Regions from separate parts of the Mus musculus genome. Here regions 1 and 3 are each linked to region 2. A link is a contact called in public HiChIP or PLAC-seq and promoter capture Hi-C data. All regions are on one chromosome and are shown on one strand. The core of a region is the stretch at or near the end of the contact, and the rest is flanking DNA. Distances in the headings are between cores, read along the strand shown. Region 1 overlaps Rnf169 (ring finger protein 169). Region 2 holds the start of Lipt2 (lipoyl(octanoyl) transferase 2 (putative)). Region 3 holds the start of Chrdl2 (chordin-like 2).

The links. HiChIP or PLAC-seq counts read pairs in DNA pulled down with a chosen protein or histone mark. Capture Hi-C pulls out chosen DNA fragments and counts their contacts.
Region 1: an H3K27ac HiChIP or PLAC-seq map of microglia shows a contact between it and region 2, with 4 times the contacts expected there. The contact joins the enhancer-like site here to the promoter of Lipt2 in region 2. A contact is called at or near these places in 2 of 115 datasets of contacts at active chromatin or transcription factors (microglia and pancreatic cancer cells) and 1 of 9 other capture datasets (adipose tissue).
Region 3: a promoter capture Hi-C map of adipose tissue shows a contact between it and region 2. The contact joins the promoter of Chrdl2 here to the promoter of Lipt2 in region 2. A contact is called at or near these places in 14 of 39 promoter capture datasets (the 3T3-L1 cell line, 3T3-L1-derived adipocytes, the SN4741 cell line and 8 more), 3 of 484 Hi-C or Micro-C datasets (liver, muscle stem cells and pancreatic cancer cells), 4 of 115 datasets of contacts at active chromatin or transcription factors (bone marrow-derived macrophages, embryonic stem cells, microglia and 1 more) and 1 of 9 other capture datasets (adipose tissue).

What each region holds. Positions count from the first base shown.
Region 1 is chr7:99,962,972-99,967,694 of GRCm38.p6, reverse strand. The region is part of intron 1 of Rnf169 (ring finger protein 169); the gene reads left to right. Among named protein-coding and RNA genes, the nearest start is that of Rnf169, 15 kb to the left of the region's middle. Within about 2 kb of position 1,979, at least 110 of the 459 cell types and tissues checked have an H3K27ac peak or open chromatin away from gene starts, as enhancers often do. A contact at or near this core is called in microglia, where this site is marked.
Region 2 is chr7:100,157,308-100,161,793 of GRCm38.p6, reverse strand. Lipt2 (lipoyl(octanoyl) transferase 2 (putative)) reads right to left here and starts at 2,517. Exons shown (of 2, transcript NM_026010.2): 1 at 2,047-2,517; 2 at 863-1,620. The coding sequence starts at 2,512. The coding sequence ends at 1,391. It overlaps Gm51452 (a long non-coding RNA gene), which reads left to right and starts at 1,618. Exons shown (of 2, transcript XR_003946658.1): 1 at 1,618-1,699; 2 at 3,663-4,486.
Region 3 is chr7:100,004,691-100,009,407 of GRCm38.p6, reverse strand. Chrdl2 (chordin-like 2) reads right to left here and starts at 3,004. Exons shown (of 11, transcript NM_133709.3): 1 at 2,761-3,004. The coding sequence starts at 2,842.

The sequences.
Region 1 (4,723 bases), core at 730-3,229, 190 kb after region 2:
GGCAGATCCAAGCCTCTGTAGCAAGTATGATACATGCTAGTGCGTTTATAGACTGCTCTCAGCCGGGTTGGTAATGTATTTCTCTCTGGGTTAGTAGGAAAGCTTTGGAAAAGAGAAGGCAGAGAAAGGGTTTGAGGTATGGGTAGAGAATCATCACACAGTGAAGGAGAGAAACAAGTGTGAAGTCACAGTGTAAATCAAGTTAGGAATAGTGGCGTGGGTGAGAGCTAGGGACCGACTTACAGGAAGGGTAGAGGATATAGCTCGAGTGGTAGGGTTGGGGTCCTGTTGCATATGTGTTAGAGGGGGTTAAAAGCTACCAAAACTTACTCGTTAGGAGGATGATAGTGTCATGTCGCTTTATACAGAACTAAATGTTGAGGCTGTGGAAACAGTGTTGAGGATATATGGGAGACAAAGAGTTTGAGAAACAGGGAGCCTGCCATTGGGTGTGCACATACACTGTTTTCAGTAATGCTGGAAGATGAGATGAGATGAACTGTTAAGACAGAGCCATTTTATGGTTAAAGAATCAAATTAGCAAGGATGAATACTGGAGGTAAATCTAGGAGAGGGTACAATTGAATGCAAGTCGGTTTGGTTCTGGATCCCGGACTGTTTCTAACTTAGGAATCATTTTGCTAATGGTTGTTGTCTTAGTCAATGTCCTATTGCTATTATAAAGGAAAACATTTAATTGGGTCTGGCATACATTCTTAAGTTTAGTCCATTATCATCATGGCAGGGGGCATGGTGGCATGCAGGCAAACCTGGTGCTGGAGAGGCAGCTGAGAGTTCTACATCCAGATCAGCGTGGGGGGTGGGGTGGGGAGGAGGACCTGGCTTGAGCATTTGAAACCTCATCGCCCACCCCCAGTGACACACTTCCCCCAACAAGGTCACACCTCTAATAGTGCTACTCCCTGTGAGCCTATGGGGGTCAATTATATTCAAATCCACAATTGTGAATGATATTTTGCCTCACATGGCAGCAGAAATCGAAAGCTGTTTTTCCATGGTGGTGGTGGCTGTGTTGCTGTGGACACCTGAGGATAAGAGCTCTGAGGCCCAAGCCCTTCACTGTGGCTGCTTCTGAGCCCTGTGCCTACATCTGATCCTGTGGCTCTTTAATCATAGACTTTACTGATGGTCCATCACAGGTTGCCTAACAAGAAAATGGCGTCTTGGGGGTTGTTTTTAGACTCAGCATGGAAGTCTTATTTGCTTGACTATTTCTATTTCTGCTTTTGCAAGTCTGTCTGACCTTCCTTGTGTATTCCCAGGGCCTATGTCTCTGTTGTGACAGTCACTCAGTAATCATTGCTCCAACTTCATCCCTCCCACCCCTGCCACTCTCAGAGGCATGTCATGTCACTTTGCACTTTAGATGCAGAGATACATTGTTTTGTGTCTAACCCCCGGGGTCTAGTCCCGCCTTTAGGCCTCCTCAGCAGCCATTTCCAGCCTTCTCCACTCAGCATCGTCTTCCCTTGCTGTCTAGCGCATGCATCCTATGTTCCGCTCTAGTTCACAGTGCACTCACACAGTTTACGAGTGGCTTTCTTGGCTTTGCTAGAATGTTTTCTTGATCCCTGCCATAACTAACCCCTTGCAGGGAGCCTGGCCCTTTTGATTATGTTAGCGCCTGTTGGTCCTTTCTTTTCCCTTCAGATTTATTCCTGTGTCTGCATTTGCCATATAATTACTTCATCTCATAATTTGAAAAAAATAGTTGGGTCTCATTTGTGCTTTTATCATGAAATTGTGTTTTACTTACAGTGCTTATGAAGTATGTGGATTTTAAATTCTTCTGGGTACAGTGGAACAGATTGTAGCAGACAAAGACTCCTGCTGAGAATAACTAGAAGAGCCTTATTTAAAAAAAAAAAAAGAAAAAGAAAATCCACATGAGAGCACTGTAAGGTTGCCAAGGCAGCCAGAGCTTCAGATTTGGATTCTTGGTGAGGGGAGGAAGCAGCTAGTGAGAAGCAGAGAGTCAGCTGTGCTCTCCTCGTGGGCCTGAGGAGATAGAAAAGTGTAGCTCAGGGCGCCAGGCAGCCAGACTCGAGAGGCCAGGACCCTAGTAAGGAGGAGCATGGCCCCACCTCCTGACCCTTGGAGCATCTGCTGGTTAAAGTGGGTAGGGTAAAAAGGCTGGGGAGCCTCACAGAAGCCTTGGAGAAACAGGCGGCCTTAGCGTTCCTTCAGGGTAGAGGAAGAAAATGCCCGGGAGCTCCTGAGGAAGACAGGCCTGATGAATGCTGGGATCTTCGTTGGACCCCTGTGGGGTGTGCACAAGGGCAGAGTCAAGTTTACAGTCTGGAAACTGCAGGCAGTTTGGAGTCTGTTCATGTTCTCTTTAGGTTGTGGGGTGATTTACGTTCATTCTGACTGCTGTTAGGGAACATGGCGAGCCTCAGCAGGGAGATGATGTCATCCAGAGCTGCTGTGAGGTAGGTGTGTATTAATCATGCTGATTTGGATGGCATTGCTTTCTTGGTGTCCTCCACCCCCTCTGGCTCTTACATTCCTTCCTTCTGTCTCTTCTTCTTAGGGTTCCCTGAGCCCTGAGGGAGGGATTTGATGGAGCCTTGCTGTTTAGGGCTGAGTATTCCAGGCTCTCTTATTCTCTGCATAATGTCTGGTCATGGTCTCTGTGTTTGGCCCATTTGCTGCAGGAGGGAGCCTTTTTGCTGATGGCTGAGCAAGGCAGTAGTGTTTGATTTTACCCTAGGTCGTGGGCTATAATAATTTCCTATGTCCTTTGTCTGTTAGAGGTGTGTGTGTGTGTGTGTGTGTGTGTGTGTGTGTATTTTAGTATGTGAGAGCACAGAATCTGATTTCCAGGGTTTCAATCATGTTTTTCATACACTACTGGGACACAGGCAAATTATACTCTCTGTACCTCAGTTTCCTTCTTTGGAAAATGGTGATAAAGGCGCATTACAGAGACATTATGATGAGTGAGTTAGGCATGGGCCTGGCATATCCTATATTTGGCTCCTATTAAAGGATGGTTTATTTTAACCTGGTAAGGGTGGACGGTTGAGAGCATTTCAGGCATAGATGTGGGACAGAATGTGGTTTAGCCAGGAGCCATAAACTGTAAGGAAGGAGTGAGGTGATGTAAAACTGCGGAGGTGGCAGAGACTGTGCCCCGTGACTGACTCTTACACTGTATTGAAATATAAGTGGTGTGGAACCAGCTCTGGTAGTTAGAGACAATTATCCCTTATGTTTGAAGAGAGTGCAACACTCTCTAGTTAAACATTTTGTGGTAGATATTAATTTAGCCATGTATTTGAATGGTGGTAAATAACTCACCAAACACGTTTACAGCTTACAACCTTTTAGAATCATCGTTTTATGTCATGTCTGTAGTTTTGAGATGTGGTTGTAATATTGTAAAATTACAAATGACAAATTACAAGGACAAATGGCTAGTCAGAATATTCACATTAAGACATAATAGGTTTTAAGACTCAAGAAATCCAAAATTCTCCTTGAACTAGTGTTAACTAGTAAGCTGGATTGTTTTTTCAATGCCCCAAAAGCAGAGAAGAAATCATTGCTAGAGCATTGCAATGCATGTTAGAGCACTGGTTTAATGCAAAGACTAAATTTTTCAAAACTACTAAGTATCTGGATTTCTGTAACTAATTTCTACCACCAAATAGGGAGTTAGAGATAGTGTTAAAAAAAAAAAAGAAATCCAAAATTCTCTTTTGTTCTGCTACCTTCATAAGAAATTAAACTTTGTGAGAGGGGACACTCAGGCATGTTCAGGGACTAGCGGACAGTTGACTTTGGCCTTTGGAATTGGTAAGCTAGCATCTTCCAGTAGAGTAGAGTAGGGTTCTTTTTTTCTAATACTGCATTGAAGGAATAGAGAGATGGTTCCATGGTTAAGAGCACTGGTCTCTTACAGAGGATTCAGGTTCACTTCTGAGCACCCACATGGCGGCTCACTATTGTCTGTGATTCCCATTTCAGAGGATCCAGTGTCCTCTTCTGGCCTCCACAAGCAGATGCATGGTGCACAGATAGACGTGCAAACAGAACATCCATGCACAGTAAATAAAAATAAAAAAGTCTACATTGAATGTGGGTGTTTGGGGCAAGTAGCAGAATGCCTGGTAGTTCATTAACTAATCACTGGTCACCCTGCCCAGAGAATCCATTTTAAGAAGGACCTTTAAGGATGTTTTTCTGTTCTTAGAATGTACATTGGACTAAAGACCTGTGCTTAGGTTACTGACCACAGGTGTGTATCTTTCTTAAGGCACCTTCCTTGTTCCTTGGGAGTTTCTCTTCCTGATATGCAGAGTCAGAGGGCAGGCATCAGGAAATTCTGTCAGCCTGGATTCCTCTATGAATGGGGATATTCTGTGCTCTCATGCATCCAGAGCCACGTCTAGCACTTTCTGCAAGGGAGGGAAGTGTGAGCATTTCTTGTGTTACTAAGACATTTGGGAATCATTGAACAGTTGGTTGATGTTTTCCTAGATAGGCACTTTTAACCAACGAAGCTACAAGGCCCCATGGGATTGGTAGATTTTTTTTTTCTTTAAACTAACTGCTCTGAACAAGGAAGGGCTGTGTTGCTTTTCCTGTTGGCCTGGACATCTTGTTCCTCTGCTTATGATAGCGTTGCTGGCATTTCAACCTCAAGTTCCTCTTTTGGGGTAGAGGAAGCTGACATATAATCCTAAGAAGGTTAGGG
Region 2 (4,486 bases), core at 1,268-3,767:
AGGCTATGTGACTCCTCTCTCGCCTAGGCAGAAACCTTCACACTGCTTCATACTGTGAAGGTGTGGCTCAGGAAGGTCAACTCAGTCAGCCACCAGGTAGCTATCCTCTACGACCCAGAATAGCACATGCCGGTCGGTGCTCACACACAGAATAGCACAGGTCAGTGCTCACACAGGATGGGGAGTTCAAGGTCATCCTTGGCTACATAGCACGTTCTAGGTCAGCCTGGGCTGAGACCATTGTCAAAACTCAAGTAAATGAAGGCAGACATGGTTTCAGGCACGGGCTTAGATAGGGGGTGGGTAGTCAAGTGAGGCTTCTTGAAAGTATAAGGCATGCACTGACTCAGTGAAGACAGTAAAACTATGAAATACTAATGTCATACTGCTTCAAAAAGCCTTTTTAAATGAATTGAGGCGAATGTCTTAGAACCATTAAAGCCTTTTTAATGAGTCTGCATGGTGAGGAACTGAGGCTTTTCATCGACAACTAGAAGCAACCAAGCAATCACAATGGAGTGAGCCATCTTGGAAAGTGAACTCCAGCATAGTTAAGCCTTCCAATGACAACTGACCTTTAAATGGAAGCTCTGGTAAGACTCCAACCAACCCAAGTCCATTTCTTCCAAATTCCCAATCAATGAGAATTGAGGTAATGTGTTCCTTGGCTGTCTTGAATCACAGATTTTCTGCTTCTTAGCAGGCCTGACATGCACACAGATCTAGGAATCCCACTTAGGAAAATCTTTCCTCTCTAGTCTTTGTATGCATGGAGGGAGTACCTTGTCTTTATGAAGCCTCTAACCCATCTCTGTTGACCTCAAGCAAAAATAGGTAAATTATCAAACTTGAGACATTCAACCCAGAAAGGCAAAACTATTTTATTTTATTTTTTTGAAGAGGCTTTCTCCTTTACTGAAGAAAGACCCAGGTCTCCTGAGAAGAGTAACTTTATCACTTCCCTGGGCCTCACAGAGATTTGGTTCCCACAGAACTCAAAAAACCTAAGAGTCAAAACTGCTGTTAGATACAACTGATACAATTGCTGTTAGCACTGAAAAAGTAGCAAGTAATTAGGAAATGGCAGTTGATAATAACACTGGAGTGTCTCCATTAACAGGTGTTAATGGTCATGGGGATGCTTTAGGTAGCCTGTGACTTTTCATAGTATTTTCATAATGTCGTCTGAGGTAGGTGAGGAGATACAGGGAGCAATTGCTCAGGGCCTGTCATGGTCAGTGAATCAGAGTAGTTCTGGGGACTCAGTCAGACTAGCAATTGCTCAGGGCCTGTCATGGTCAGTGAATCAGAGTAGTTCTGGGGACTCAGTCAGACTAGAAGCTTTCTATTGTAGAACCATCATCCCAAGGATAAGGTGAATGAATGTCCTTCAGCTGGGGCTGTCCTCAGAGATTAACGTGCACTTGAAAGTCTCCTTGAATGCCACAAGGAATGATGGCATTACTTCATCCACAGTGACAAGTCTTTGAAGCGCCTCACTCAGGGAAGTGACTCCAGTTCCAACCAGTCCACAAGGCACAATGTGCTCAAACCATGTGAGGTCGGTTGAACAGTTCAGAGCCAAGCCGTGGGACGTGATGTGTCTTCCACAGCGGACTCCTGCAAGACAAGCCAAAATATCTTAGCATAGTTATACTTCCCTTCTTTGGGAGCCTCAGGATCCCTCTGGGGCTGAAAGGTAAGGAGGCCTGGGCACAATCCCTTGAAACTTGGATGGAACACTGACTGGATCTGGGGGCTAAGTCAATGGCGGTGGGGGCTGTGGTTACACATCAGCTGCCCTTATTTTCGAGATTCGTTTAACACAAGAATTGCGTTTGCATTGGAAGTTTTAAATTTTGGCATCCTGTCTCCCGTTATGAGTCACAGGAAGAAACCTGGCAATTCATACTGAACTAGAGGACTCTTTTGTCTCAGCTCCATGAGGGAGGTCAGTGGCTCATGCCCAGAGTTCATGTCCAGCCCAGCGCTCCCCGATGTTAGCCCTGCCCAGGCTCCGCCCCGGTCCCGCCCCGGCGCGCTCACCGATCGCGCAGATCTTGCGCTCCCCCAGCCAGACGCCAGTGTAGGGCGGCGGCCGCGCGCGGGCGCCCTGCAGGCCCCGAAGTTCGCACAGTCGCACGGCGCACGCCTCCAGCGCCGCCACGTGGGTGCGCAGGCGCAGGCCTAGGAGCCGCAAGTCAAGCACCGGGTGGCAGAGCAACTGGCCCGGGCCGTGGAAAGTGGCCAGGCCGCCGCGGCCGGTGGCGCGCACCTCGGCGCCCAAGGCCCTCAGCCGCGTAGTCTCCTCGGGTGTCAGGCCACCGCGTAGCCCGCCCGTGTATACGGGCCCCGCTGGCTCGCAGACCAAGAGCACACCCGCTTTGGTCCCCGACAGGGTCCCAGGGCGAGGGTCTGCCTGTAGCCGCCGTAGCCAATGCTCCTGCAACGCCAGCAGCTCCGAGTAGTGCACCCGACCAAGCCAAACGAGCCGGACCACAGGCAGCGACATCGCGCGGGAGGCGGCGTGCGTGGGCCACGCCTTCTGGCGGGTCTCGGGGCGGGGACTCTGGGCCACGCCCCTGAGCTTCAGCCCGAGTGGAGCTTCAGTTCCCGCCTACCTGTGTGACCCGAAGTCCAGGCAGGATTGGTCTTAACCACCCATTCATTCCAATAATCATTTTTTAGTATGTTCTGTGTTCTGCAGGAACTTGGACCGTGCAGTGTAGAGTATTTGAGAAACGAAGATCCAACCCTGGAAGCTTAGGTGTTCACAGCTGACAAGCTAATATTAAAGTTTTTTTTTTTGACAATATTCAGAAATTGTCTTTCTGTTTCACCATGTAAATTCTTTTTTTTAATTTAATTAATTTATTTATTACGTATTTTCCTCAATGATGGAAAGAAAAACAGAATTCAGTAATATGTTGAGTTCCTCGAAAACTGAAAGGGAGACTAGTGTGCAAAGAGGTTTATTGTGGATCGGTGTGGGACGTAGCAGGTACTTCAAGATATATAAGACTTGAAAGAAACAGGATTAGGCAGAAGCTGTAGTTGAGCAGAGAAATAGTTGCATTAGATTCTTTCCTTAGCTATCCCCCAGGAATGCTCCGAGTCTGGCCTGACCCATTAGAATTATTCTAGATTAAAGCAAATGGGACATCCTACATAGATGGGTCACAAAAACAAGCTACTCCTGGGAAGGCACCGTTACCTTTGTAGGAGTTGCTTCCATTATGAAGCCCTGATCTCTGAAGGGAGCTCCAGCTTGAGTCATCATACAACCCAGTCCCAGAAGCCGAGGGAAGGACAGGGGACGGGAAGCCAGAATATCAAGATTAATTGTGATTAATTGGCCCAGAAACCCTTCCTGACCTGAGCTTTATACAACAGAGAATGTGCCAGAAAAGTCCCCAGAACTACAATTTGGAGAGGTAGATGTCTTATCAAAGTCTTATAAAGGGTCCTGAGCCCTCAGTCCCCAAGGCTTTTACTTAGCCCACTAGCTCACGCCCATTCTTGGGAGTGTTTTTCTTTTTTTAATAACCAGCCCCTGTTTCTAACCACACTGTGTGTCTCTGGTGTGGTATTCTAACCTGGGACATAATCTCAGATCTGCACTGACCACTAATTTTTTCCCCTTTTCTTTATTTCCTTTTCAGATATCGGCCTAAAGCCTGAGCCTACATCGTTGCACTGTGGACTTTCTCACTCTCTGAACCCCTCCACCTCTGCCATGCAGGTTCTCCCCTCCCTCCTCCATCACAGAAGATCCTCCTGCCTCTGCCTCCTACGTGCTGGGATGGACTTTGACTGTTAATAGCTCCAGTAACACTGAGTGTGGGTGGGCCAGGAAGCAGAAAGAGGAAGAACAGAATACCAACCAGAGTGAGGCTCAATGCCAAGAATTAATAAGGCGGACAGACTGGCATGGGCAAACATATATAATAGCAGGTTTCAGAGCGGATGACAAAAGTTATTGTGAGTCATCAACATGGGGATGTGGTTTAAAAAATAAACATTGAGATAGCTCCAGGCTCTGGGAGAAGAAGAGACATTGGGAAACCCTGTTCCAGAGCACCTAAATCTTATTAATAATTCCGTGTAGGGTGGGGAAAGTAACTGCAGCGATTTGGTTCCTGCACAAGATGAACTCAGTGTTCCTGCTGAATACTTGTCCTGGTGTGAAGCAGAATAAGGAGGAAAGCCAGGGATCTGGGTACATCTTCTGTTCCGTCACTGTGTGTTTGCACTCCTATGGGGTAGGTGATACACAGTTTGATTCTTGGGTCCTCATCTCCTCTAACTAGTGTCTGACACCTATAGGGCCTTAGTAGATATTTGCAGAATGAAAGAACAACCGTTTAAATCATTTGTTGTGGGTGTCATTGAACTGAGACCCTTCACCAAGGCCATGTGGCAGCCTCCAAGCCCCTAAAATGATCCCAAATTTTCAGGACCTAAGGAGGTCATTGTTGTAAAAGGT
Region 3 (4,717 bases), core at 1,755-4,254, 150 kb after region 2:
ACAGAGGCCTGGGAACCTTACATTTGGAATCAGAGGAAGATGAAGCGCTGGGACCCTGATGCTCCAATGGTGCCTGTGCCTTTGGAACCACACCATCCTGTAGGAACTACGTTCTTGTTCAGGCCTGCTACTGGGCTCTGAGATTCTACCACCTGAGAACTGAAGCTCCAGTTCCCATAACACACACACCCTTGAGGGTTGATGTCTGACTTAGAGACTGACCCTTTCTTGGAAGTAACATTAGATAAGAGAAGAGACTCATGAAGCTTGTTAGGCAGTTTGTAAGGACACGGTGCAGAGAGGAGCAAGTACCAGAGAAGGTCCTGGAGATGAGTTGGGAATGTGGCCACTTCTGGGTCACAGAGGGGATGCATGACCAGGGTGGAACCACACAGATGTGACTCCACCTGGAACTGGGATCAGCACCAGTCAGAAATGAGGCCAGAGCCTCCAGCCTCAGGTGGAACTGGGGATCAGTCAGTGGTGAGTGTCAGACAGTTAGGGCTCAGTGTGGCTTAGCTTGGACTCAGTATGGATCTGCAGGTGGAAGTAGAGCCAGAGAGAATAAATAACCTTTGCCGACCGAGCATCCTTGGACTTCAGGTAAGGAGTATGCCAAAACCCCGGCTCACTTGCCCTAGACATACTTAACGGTGTGGCTGGCTTGGACCTAAGAACACCCATCTGTTGGCACCATTTGTAAAAGCACTTTGGATGTCACCAGGGGACTTCTTACACACCACAGGCTTGAGATCTCTCTTACCCTAAGACAAGAGCTTTCATGCAAGACCTTAAAATAGGATACCAGCAGGAGACTTGCAAAATTCTTAGACCTACAGCACCAATCATCATTAGGTTCAGAGATACGGGATGTGTCCCAATTCCCACGGCCAACAAATGACGGGACCTGGGTTAGGATCTAGGTCTCTGTTCCTTCCTTTGTGGCCTTGTAGCAGACCCTCCTTCAGATGAACTGTGAAAGGAGATAATCCGATAGTAGACACAGAAGAGAAAGCTCTTTCAGCCATGACACCACCAGGATCTTAATGCTCCTCCCAGAATGCCAGGCCACCTCGCTTTAGTGATAGTCATTTTCTTGAGTGTCTGGGGTTCTGTATTTATGGGGGAGGTAGCCAACTGAAGAACCTAGTGACAGAAACAGACAGGAAGGCTCTTGGAGGCACAGAGGAGGGGAGGTCAGAAAGGGAGCTGGTCACCAGGTAGAATTTTCTGGAAGAGGTGTCTGAATTGTTGAAGGTGGTCATGGTGGGCAGACGGGGGCTTTGAGTACTTCTGAGCCATCATCAGAGTGGTTCACCCAGGGCAATGGTATTGGAAAGGAAGCTGCAGGGCCAGGGTCAAGTCCAGGGCAGGCATGGCAGTCCTCTGAGACTAAGTCTCCTTCAGTGGACAGCAGGCAGGCTAGGAGGAAACTCTCAGGGCTTAAGGAAGGAGGGGGTATTTACTGAATATTTGACAGTATGCATCTGAAAGCATCACTCCCTTTAGTCCTCCCCCACATCCTTAGACCTTGGTTAGTAGCTCTTGTTTGCCGATGAAGAAACTGAAGTTCACAGAAGTTTGAAAAATGACTCAGGTGTAAGAGGCAGTCAGGAATTGAAGCCAAGTCTGAGCTCTCTGTGTTGTCTTATGAGACATGAGGGTGTCCATAATTCTCATGCCACTGACAGGCTAGGGGACGTCAGACAGACATGCAACATTTCCATTCCCAGAAGCAGGACAGAATCTAGCCTCACTAGCTCCACAAAGCCAGTAGCCAGTCAGAAGCAGAGCTGGCAGGTGGAGCCAAGCCTGGAAAAGGTTGTCAGCTAGGGGGTGGGGACCTGGGTCTTCAAGTTTGGTGGCCTGGAGCAAACTACTGTCCTTGTTGGGCTCTGTTTCTTTATTGGGGAGGTTCAGAAGGAGTCACCAGCATAAGGAGGGGCAGTTAGGAAACAGAGGCTGTGGTCCTGCATAACCTACTGTTTGAAGTGGAAACTCTGGGGGCTTAGGCAGCTGATACACTTTGATGAGGCCACCTTGTAGCATCTCTATACAAGCTGCTCTGCCTGCTCCCTGTCATTTAATACATTTAACGGCTTTAAGAGGCTCCTATTTTATAGATTAGAAAAGAGATGGTGAGGTGCCCTCCGTGTCTGACCCATCAGCTGGCACACAGTGAGGCTGGGAAGATGAAGAACCTCATCTTTTTTCACCACGCCCCGATGCCTTCCAGTCTCACAGCCCCACATCGGGGTGTCTCCCAGACGCTGTAAAGGCAGGATTTGGAATTAGACTCTTGGCTTTGGATAGCTTACCAGCTTCGGAAACTTTCTTCTCTTTGCCCTGCCGATTTTACTCATCAATTAAATGTAATGATGACACCTCATGGAGTGTTGTGAGTATCAAAAGCGATAATGGACTCCACTTTGTTCATCTTTCAGCCCAGGAGCTCATCAGCCTTTCCGTCTTTCACACTCAACACATCAGGCTGCTGGGAGTAAAGTCCCTTCCCACAATGCACACTGCTCTTCCCCCAGCAGCACCCCAGAAAGAAACTCTGCCAAACTTTTCTCCCCCCAAGACTCACCAGCCCACACTGGTCATGGAGCAACATCTACCCCTGCTATGCAGGTGCTGCCTGGATAAATGCAAGCGTTAAGGGGTCCCCAGGTCCTAACTAACATCTTCCAGCAAAGTACATCCCACTGGTTCGCATCCCTCCCCTGCCTGCCCAGACTTTGCCTGGTTTCTACTTACGGGATAGTGCTTGCGAGTCCAACGGGAGCCAGAACATCACGAGTCCCAGCAAAGAGGGGATGATCCTCACCCCGGGAACCATCCTTCCTTGTCCCAAGGTCAGACAACCCCGGGATGAGCCGGGAGAAAGTGAGATAAGGACACAAGTAAGTCCTCAGAGGACCAAGTAGGACCGCTGCTTGAGGAGTCGGAAAAGCAAAGATGAAGAGGAGCCAAGGACAGGAGAGGTCTAAGGTGAGGATGAGAGGACGGTGGGGAGGGGACGAGGAGAAGAGAGAGAGAGAGAGAGAGAGAGAGAGAGAGAGAGAGAGAGAGAGAGAGAGAGAGAGAGAGAGAGAGAGAGAAATTAGTTGGGGAAATGAAGAAAAAGGCTATGGCAGAGAGGGAGAAGGTGCTAGCTAGAGAACCGGGATCTGCGGGGTGCGGTCACCGGGGTGCAGTGTCCCTGTGGCGCTGGCTGGCGGCGGCGCGGCGGCGCGGGGTCCGGCGCGGGTCTGGGGCGCGGTGGGGCGACAAGACCCTCGGTGGCGGCGCGGGGGAGGTTGAGCGCTGCCGCTGTGCACGCCTCGGGCGCCAGACGCCGCGCTCGGGCGCATTTGTACTTTGCCGCGGGAAGCCTGCAGCCCTGGGCCGCCCTAATGCTGGCGCCTCCTCTGAGGCACCGCGAGCTCGTGGATTGGCCACGAGAAACAAGCCCATTTCTCCCCCTCCCCTTTAGTGCAGGGCTGGGAACCTTCGCTCCAGGCAAGGCGCCGAGTGGAGACGAGGGGGCTGGGGAGGGGGAAGGGGGCCACAGACGCCCCGGGTTTTAACCCCTGGCTCCCCGCGGTACGCAGCCTGCAAGGGGAACCAACCCAGTTAGATTTCAGATGAAACTGAGTGGGGAAGGTCATAGTACGGGTCTGGGAATCTCAGGATTGGGTATTTGGTGGGGGAGTGCAGAGACACTTGCCATTTTGAACACAGTCTGTGTGCTTGCACATAGCGCCTAGGAGAAAGGTTTTCTCTCCAGCACTAAGATAATGATTTGAGTTACTTTAAAAGTCTTCAATATCGTCCTGCAAATGTCGCAAAGGATTAAATAAGATTTGGAACATCAAAGCACTTCAACTTTGGAGGAAAGCCATTTCAGGTACCTGGAATCTCCCATTGGCAGGTGGTGGTCCTAGGCATCATCCCCAGATGAGAGGTAGCTTTGCTATGGAGTCACTGCTGCTACCACTTACCAAGCAGCCCAGGATGAACTCTTTCTACAGGCGAGGCCCCACTGCTCTGCATGCGCCAGTGACAGCCAGGGTCAGAGCTTTGTCCTTTCACCAGAAGGTGAGCACGCTGATCCAGAACCCCAGCAGCCTGGGCAGGCTGTTGCTCCAGACCTCATGTTAGGTGAGCTCCTGAACTAATAGGACCCTAAGAAAAGAACAAGCTCTGTCCACCCCAGAGCACACAGGCTCTGCAATGAGAGGGCAGACTCAAGGTGCTGGCGCCATCCACAGCTTGCTGGGCCACTGTGGGCAAACACAGTCGTCCTGGCTTTGGACCTTGATTCCTGAGCATCTCTTACACAGCTACCAGTGTCTCAGACCAGGACAGGTGTAAGGATGGAGAAGTGGCAGGCCACACCCCATTCCAGGTTATCTGACTGGCAGGGTTAAGGCTGCACTCCTCACGCCAAGTGAGCAGTGGGAGGAACCAGTGACCAAGAAAGCCCCTACTCAGGGCTCTCAGAGTGAAGACAAACATGAGCTCCTTCCAGTCCTCCTCTGACTTAGGTTCTCCTTGTCAAAGCTCTCCTCCACTCCACCCTCCTGGATACAGTGTTTGCTAAGAAGTAATCTCCCCCCCCCCCCCCGTCTCTGCTAATGTGTGCTCTGTACCTGTCTTGATGTCTAAGGTTGCCAAAGGTGGGCTCATTGGGTTCTAAACCCTGTTCATTCTGCTTTCCTGAAGGGTCTCT